2 separate regions of the Mus musculus genome follow, and region 2 is linked to region 1. The links are chromatin contacts, called in public ChIA-PET maps. All regions are on one chromosome and are shown on one strand. The core of a region is the stretch at or near the end of the contact, and the rest is flanking DNA. Distances in the headings are between cores, read along the strand shown. Region 1 has its middle 12 kb from the start of 4930542M03Rik. Region 2 has its middle 37 kb from the start of Vegfa.

Region 1 (4,044 bases), core at 136-2,635:
GAGCTCTCACCACGTCTCTCCTACCCCTGCCATCATTAATGAGGTGGCTGTCCTTGGGCCCACATCACGGAGCAGGTGACCACTTTTCTGCTGGGTCAGGATGACATGAGATCCTTACTTTGTGACGTCACTCGGGCATCTGGCCTTGGGTCTGTCTGTCTGCTTTGGAGTGGAGAACCACAATAACAGCAGATCTGATCCCGGGCTTCCTTCTCAGCAAGCAGGGTACACACCAGGTGTGGGCCCTTCTGTTGGGTGGGGCAGGAAACCAGAGAGCAAGGAGCTTGGCTGCAAGCCCCTTAACCTGATGATCCATCTCGCCAGCCCTCCATGTTTGATCCACAGATCCATATGTATTCACAGAAACTTGTGGGACAACAGCAAATAGCTATTGGTGGCTACTGTGCATTGAGAACAGTTTTTAGTGCCTTATTTCCATCCAACCAATTTTATATATTGAGGGCCTGGCACTTTCATAGGAGCTGAGGTCATGGTAGTCTCTTCCTCAGGAAGAGAGTGGTACAAGCAAACTTGGGCCAGGGGTGACGGTAAAGGCCTTTGACCAGAGAGTAGGGAGAGTGACAGAGACAGGGCTCAGACTTTCTCCAGGCCTTGTGACTGTCAGCAGGAGAGAAGCCGCCCTCCCTACCTAGTGGATAAGGAAACAAAAGACTGGAGGGTAGAGTCCCCCAAGCTCAAGTCACCTCCATTGCTTTCTACTGCCACCTCTTTGTCACTCGAAGTCCCCTTTGTTTCCTTTTATTGTTAATGCTAAACCCTATTGGGCCACACAGCAAGACTGAAGCTCGTTAGGTTCCCCAGGGCCAAGATCCAGGTTTGAATTCTGGGCGCAAGGGTTCTGTTCTGGATGTGGGTGTGGGGTTTATAGAGCTCCTTCCCCCACCCACCCACCTCCCAGATACTGACTGTAAGCTGTGTGCATATTCGGGGCTGCGGGGGGGGGGGGCGGGGGGAGTGCATGTGTGCATGTGTGAGTACTTATGTGTCTGAATATACGTGAAAGGCAGAGAACAACCTTGAGGGTCAGTCATTGCCTTGTATTTTAAGATGTAGTCTCTCACTAGTTACCTGGACCACATCAAGTCAGCTAGGCTAGCTGCTTGTGCCCCCAGCCACCTGCCTATCCCTACCACCTCTGTGCTGAGACTACAAACGTGTCCCCCCATGACTGGCTCTTCCGGGTGGGTTCTGGAGCTCAGATTCAGACCCTGGCACTTGCTCAGCAGGCACACTACCTGCCAAGCCACCTCTCCAGCCTGCTGACGGCTCACGAAGGCTCCGTGGGGTCAGATTCCATGAGGACTGGTTAGCTAGGCTTGAGTTTGAATGCTGGCCTTGTCCCCACAAGCCTGGCGTGACCTGTGGCTGCTCTGGCCACCCACGAGGGTTGCAGCCTGGGCAGACAGAAGTCCAAAAGTCAAGAGGCCAGGCTTGACCCTGGGGAGGACAGCTGGCTCCCGGGGAGGGACCTTCCCTGGACCCCGGAGGAAGTCAGCTCAGGCCTGCAAGCAAGCAGGCAAGCAGCCCAAGGGTACCTCGGGTTTCTCGGTGTCTGCAGCTGCTCCTGGGACCACCCCATGAGACAGAGCTACTGAGTCCCCCAGAGATCCTTAAGGAACCAAGACTGTGGGAGGTGGTGATGGCTTTTTCTCAGCAGGATTTGTGTGTGTGTGTGTGTGTGTATGTGTGTGTGTGTGTGTGTGTGTGTTCAGCAGGGAGGGGGCTTGCTCCACTTCTGAGCCTGGAATTTATACAGCCCCTCGTTGGCGGCTGTAGTTTATCTTGAGTGAAAGAATAATAAACTTGTTTGACAGGATGATGTATTCAAAGCATCCGCCATCAGAGCGCAGAGCACAGCCTGCTGTCAGGATGTCTGGTGTGGTGGGGACCATCTTATCAAGTGTTTGGCCCCTGAGGATTGTCAACAATATGTTGTTTGTGGGCTGGGAGTAAGGCAGAGATGGGCCTGGTTGGGGGAGACTAAGGAGAATCTGGCCATACTGAGACAGGGTGGCCGCCCAGATGGGGTCAGGAAGGCTGCAGCCTCTGATGGAAGGCAGCCCAGGAACAGTTCAGGCCCAGCCCCCTTCTGCCTGTCCATCGTGTCGTGTCTGGGAGAGAATCTGCTCCATGGACCTCCACATTTCTGCAGGGACAGATGCGGGCCGGCCACAGAGTTTCACAGGGTCCCCTTCCTCCATCTCCCGTAGTTTCCTTAACAGAGCAAAGAAGCTAGCATGAAACTGTAAAACTCTGCAGACACCGTGGGGAGGCAGAGACCGTTTACCTAGCATGAAGGAGGCAATGAATGAATGAATGAATGAATGAATGAATAAATAAATAAATGAAATATGCCAACTAGCTAGCCCTCAGCAGAGGGTAGGGAAAGTCTGGCTCCAGGCCCCACCTCCACCCCTCTACCAGGCAACCTTTGGCCATTCCCATGATCATTCAGAACTTTGTTTCCTCCTATGCTACAAAGGGACTTGACGGTGCTTGCCACCTAGGTTCTGAGCTCAGTGCTGTGGCCACACAACCAGGTGAACACTTTGAAACGCTCCAAGCAGATGAGCTCAAAAGACCTCTGGCAACCCAAGCCTTCCCAAGCTTCAGTTCTCAGACTGTTGGTTTCTCCCTTGGTCCTGGGAAGTCCTTTCTCTTGCTTAACTTTGGGGCCTCTTGTTTCATCCTGAACTCTGCTCCTTCTTGCACAGCTTCTGTACCAATTCTTTCCCAAGCTGCATCCTTTTCTAGCTTCATAGTCCTGATCCCTCTCTCTCTTAAGCTAAGGCCTCCTGCACAGCCAACTCTAGGACTTCTCATTTGTTTAGGGAATGCATTTAAACAAACAAACAAACAACAAGAGAAAAAAAGCCCAACAATAACAATAAACAACAGGTCAATACTCCTGGAACCTGCTGGTGACAGCCCCATGGGACAACAGGGAGGATAGCAAGGAAAGAGGGGAGGGACCATATGTGCAGAGAACTGACCAAGCAGCTGGCCCCCATTCCAGGACTGAATATGGAACCTCACAGAGTCTCTTGGATTATCATCTCCTACTTTACAGATTCAGACACTGAGGCTGGAGAAGACTCTGGATCAAGTGGCCTCCCGCCTTGTACTTGACCTTCTATCTGGGAAAAAAAAAAAAAAAAAAAAAAAGGAAGAACCCCGCCCCACCCACCCAGAGCTTTCCAACAGCTGCTCAGAAGGCTAAGACTCCCTGGAAGACTCAAGGGAGCAAGGAAGGAGCCGAGCCCAGGCAGTCTGACAAGGAGCTCCAGTCTGAATACAGATGTGAGTGAGTGAGCTGGGGCTACCTGGGCTGAGGACAGGAGAGCCCACAGCCAACACTGGTTTCCCTCAGGCCTCGCCCCTCACTCCCTTAGCATCTGCTACCTCTTCTCTTCTTTCCTTCTGTTCTTCGTCTAGGAGCCAAGCCCTTTGGAATCCAGCATCAGTCACTGCCCTCCCAGTCCTCATATCTCCTTCAAGTCTCTGAAGTGCCTGCTGTGTGCCATGCCACGGGGCCCACCATTGTCTAGGTCCCCGTGGTCCGTGCGGGGACAGAAGTGGGCAGTGCGCATCCACAGAGCCAGTCCACATCCCAGAGCTTTCCCTAGCAGATGCTAGGACCACAGAGATGACCGAGTCACGCTCTGTCTGCAGCCAGTTCAGGCTAGCTGAGGACATGAGGAGGGAGCTCCACTTCCAACCTCGGACAGCTGTGAGAACTCTGACAGGAAGCAGAGGGATTGTACTGTTGGTCTCCAGAGGGAGCTGACTGTGCCTGCGAATGTCTGCTTAGTCATTCATTTATTTCATTAGTCATTCTGGTATTGAGCGTCTGTGGCCTGGGTGGTGCTAGGAACAGCCAGGGGTCTATGGGGAAGGCAGGCTTCCCGGTGGGCTTGAACCCCTTATGGGGACAGGCTGAGCTTGTGGTAGAGACTGTAGGTATGGGGCCTGGGTGGCAGTAGAAGGGCAATAGTGGTTGGGGGGGCGCATTTAAGGTTGTAC
Region 2 (3,827 bases), core at 899-3,398, 120 kb before region 1:
GGCATTCCTCATTACTATTTCTGACTGGTGAGATATAGTTTTCAGGTATTATCTCAGATTGCATGGCCACCTGAGCTTAGATGCTGGCTATCCAGTAAAGCCCAAGGGACGCTGAGAGAAAGATGGTGTTCATTTGCCAACATATTCTCAGGGCCTGTCTTTTCATAATGTTTGTTTCACTGGATGGAGGAATGGATGGATCATAGATAGGTGGGTGGTTGGGTGCAAATAAATAAGTAGAGGGGTGGGTGCGTGTTTGTGGATACATACATGAATGGCTCTCTGGGTTAGTGGGATGAGCAGGTGGTGATGGATGGTTGGATGAGTAGGTAGATATGGACAGATGGGTGTTTGGATTGATGGGTGAATAGATAGGTAGGTGAAGATTGGTTGGTTGGTTGGTTGGAAGGGTAAATGAGTTGTGTGAGTGGGTAGATGGGTGGATGTATGCATGGCTGGATGGGTTGGTTGGTGGAAAGACGAAAAGTGAATCTGTTGAGTGGCAGATTGGATGGGTGGTAGATGAATGGATGAATAGATAGATAGAGGGATGGCTGGACTGATGGTTAAATAGGTCAGTAGATGAGCAGATATATGAATGGCTGGGTGTTTGGAAGGATAGATGAATGGTTGGGTAAGTGGTATGATGGATGGATTTGCGGGTAGATTCATGGGTGTTTGAATTGTTGGACAGATAGATGAGTGAGGATAGATGGATTGATGGTTGGTGGGCCGGTAGATGAATGGATAGATGAATGGATGATGGGTAGTTGGACAGATGAAAGGATGAATGGATAGGTGTAGGTAGATGGTTGGATGGAGGGGTAGATGGGTGGCTAGGAAGATGGCCAGAAAGATGGAAGGTTGGGAGGATGAGTAGCTGGGTAGCTGGGCAGACTGGTAGGTAGTTGGATGGGTTGATGATGATGGATGATGGTTAGGTAAATATTTGAGTGAATAAATGGATAGGTGGGAGTGGTATTCTGGGTTCTATGGTTGAGAGCTCTCCTCCTCTGGGAATCCCCTTGAGAAAACGTCTTCCCTACTGTCTACATATCTGCATTCCCATTGTTTTGTTGATATGATCTTGATTTCTTTACTGATCCTCTCAGATGATTTCAGATGGTTGTGTTCAAGCCAGTGAGAGACAGAGTCTTCTAATTCTCCATGTTGCCCACTAATGCTTGCCCTGGTACCTGCACACTGTTGGATGCTTACCAGACTATGGGATCTGGACAAAAGAGGCAGGGGTGGGCTGTGGTCGGTTGTTCTTACAAGATGATTCACTTTTTTGGTGAAAGAGCTTAGCTCCTACCTCTTTGGTCAATCCCACACACCACATCTCAGACCTGGGATTTCTTTCTGTACAGACTTGGTCATCAAAACCAGTTGACAGTCACTTGTGTATTCTCTCCCAAGCTGTTTGCTATGTGCCTCTAATGTATCAGATGCTGTGCTTGATAGAGCTGAAGGTGGAGGTGGTATAAGGAATGTCTCATCTGCCAGAGGTGCACCTAAATTCTGGAGCTTGAGGTCAGGATATCAGAGAAGACTTCCCAGAGAGATAGTGGCCCTGGAACCCTTGCTAAACCCTTATTCGAACTTTTTGTTGAGAGAGCGTAAGTCCATCTCAGTTATCCAAGACCTTCCTGGTCGTCCTTCCATGCCCTTCTCCATCCTGCTCCATGGAGTTGTCAGAACTAAAATACTGGCTGACAGTGACAACCCCTTCCCCTGTAGACAGATGTGTGGGGCTCAGAGCTGAAGCAAGGCACCCACCGAGGCTCTGCTGTGACTCTGGGGATTGGTACCTAGCTTGCACTCTCTCACAGACTGCACCTCTGCTGCTTGTCTTCACTAGCCCTGAGCCTTTTGTGCCAACCCAGTACCTGAGGCTCTGAAATGGGCACTTGACACAGCTGGGATGTCCCTCCTTGCCAAGGTTCCCCTGCTTCACAGTGACAGGTGGGCACCAGAAACATGAGACTGTGAGTCTTGTTAGAGGGAGGTTGGGTGTGAGCATGGCCCAGTTATTATGCAGAGAGGGTGTCTAGGGAGAGAGCGTGGCTCTGGAACTCTGATGGGCCACTGTGTTACAACCCCCACCTCCCTTCACCGGGCAGCTGTGCAGAGGCGGTGCAGCAGCTGCCCTTGCCCTCGGGGCGGGCCTCTAGCAGTGCTCCCAGGCCTTGTTGCCCTGCCAGCCCAAAGGCACAAAGTCCAATGGGGTGATTTTGACATCTCTTCCCATGGCAGCCTTAAAGAGCCCATGCCTCTTGAGAGTTAATAATTAATAATTACACATTGGGTCACTGCCAGACCCCGATGGCGGCATGTATGAAGATGAGTGGGTAGATGGTTATAAGGAGGTGACAGAGCTGTAGCCTGCTCCTAAGGAGAGGCTGGAGGTCTCGTCCTTGAATCTCATCCCCTCGGGGCTGTCTCTACCATGCAGCTCTGGCCTGGAGCCATAAAGAAGATTCTGTATCTTTAATGGCAAAGAGCCCAGTGAGCTCAGCGAGAGAGAGTAAAGTCTCGGATGCTGCCCCCCAGCTCTGACAGGAGAGCATTCAGAAGAAAAATCATGCCAGGCGACGGATGCCCACCATGGAGGCGGGTGACTCCCAGGCTAATGGGAAGTGGGGTTCTATCTTAGGGCCGAATCTTTCTTCTATCCTTCATCTCTGCTCCTCTAGTTTTGGGAAGCAAGGTGACAAAGACTAACAGTGACATCAAGAAACTCCTTCACGGGTGCCGGGCATATTCTGTAGCCTTGTGACAAAGGTATTTCTTTCAACCTTTTGACAGCTGTAATGGGCCTTGTCCCTCCAATGTCCCCCACTAAACTAGCTCACTTGATCTTCTAGGAATCTTTCGAGATTTACCACATCCAGCCCACATTCCCTCCTCTTCCTCCCAGTAAGAATCTAGCAGGTCTGAACTAAGCCAGGCTGGGCCATCAGCCCCTGCCCACATTGCTATGCTCATCACCTCTCTATAGTCAGAGCCAGGGCTCTGACAGGCCTGGAGGAGATGAAGGGACAGACAAAATGACCTCAACAAGAAAGTAGACCGTGGGAAGGATGAGTTACCTCCTGGCTGGCCTCAGCTTTTGACCTAGAAGGCTCATCACAAGTCTGTTGGGGGTTCAAGTCAAAATATTGCTAGAAGCTGGGCATGGTGGCACCTCTCTAATGCCAGCACTAAGTGTGCAGAGGCAGGCAGATCTTTGTGAGCTCAAATGCAGCCTAGTCTACTGCAGTGAGTCTCAGGACAGCCAAGATCACACACATATTGAGAGATCCTGTCTCAAAAGCGAACAAAATTTTTTCTTGAGCTAGGTGTGCTGTTTGGTGCCCACTTGCAATCCCAGCACTAAAACAGGGGCAAAAGAATTGCCAATGAGTTCTAGGCCAGTCTGGGTGACATGGCAAGATCCTGTCTCAAAAATGCAACAGCAGAATAAGGAAAATAAATAAAACCTTTCTACCTTCATTCTGAGAGTAGCTTCTACCTAGCACAAGGAACCACACCAAGGAGATGCAGGCTAAAACTCAAGTGGCCAGGCTGACATGACACACACTGTACTATCTCCCCACATATGTGCCTTCAGGTACATGAGCCCAGGTGTGCATGTGGGGGAGGGGTACAATCATTCTCAACGCTACCTCGTGTGTGTGTGTGTGTGTGTGTGTTCGTGCGTGCGTGCATGCGTGCACTCGTGCACGCACACACACAGATTATGATGTTGAATGTTTTTTCCTCAATCACTTTATTTTTCTTTTAAAAAATTAATTAAATGGATGAATGAACGAATGAATGAAAGA

Evidence for each region. ChIA-PET counts read pairs in DNA pulled down with a chosen protein or histone mark.
Region 2: a contact with region 1 is called in an ESRRG ChIA-PET map of liver, with 6 times the contacts expected there. The contact joins two enhancer-like sites. A contact is called at or near these places in 6 of 484 Hi-C or Micro-C datasets (the G1E-ER4 cell line, bone marrow-derived dendritic cells, bone marrow-derived macrophages and 3 more), 9 of 115 datasets of contacts at active chromatin or transcription factors (embryonic fibroblasts, embryonic stem cells, epiblast stem cells and 3 more) and 1 of 9 other capture datasets (embryonic stem cells).

The regions. Positions count from the first base shown.
Region 1 is chr17:45,867,157-45,871,200 of GRCm38.p6, reverse strand. No RefSeq gene overlaps it. Among named protein-coding and RNA genes, the nearest start is that of 4930542M03Rik, 12 kb to the left of the region's middle. Within about 2 kb of position 1,385, at least 19 of the 459 cell types and tissues checked have an H3K27ac peak or open chromatin away from gene starts, as enhancers often do. A contact at or near this core is called in intestinal villus epithelium and liver, where this site is marked.
Region 2 is chr17:45,993,037-45,996,863 of GRCm38.p6, reverse strand. No RefSeq gene overlaps it. Among named protein-coding and RNA genes, the nearest start is that of Vegfa, 37 kb to the left of the region's middle. Within about 2 kb of position 2,148, at least 27 of the 459 cell types and tissues checked have an H3K27ac peak or open chromatin away from gene starts, as enhancers often do. A contact at or near this core is called in intestinal villus epithelium and liver, where this site is marked.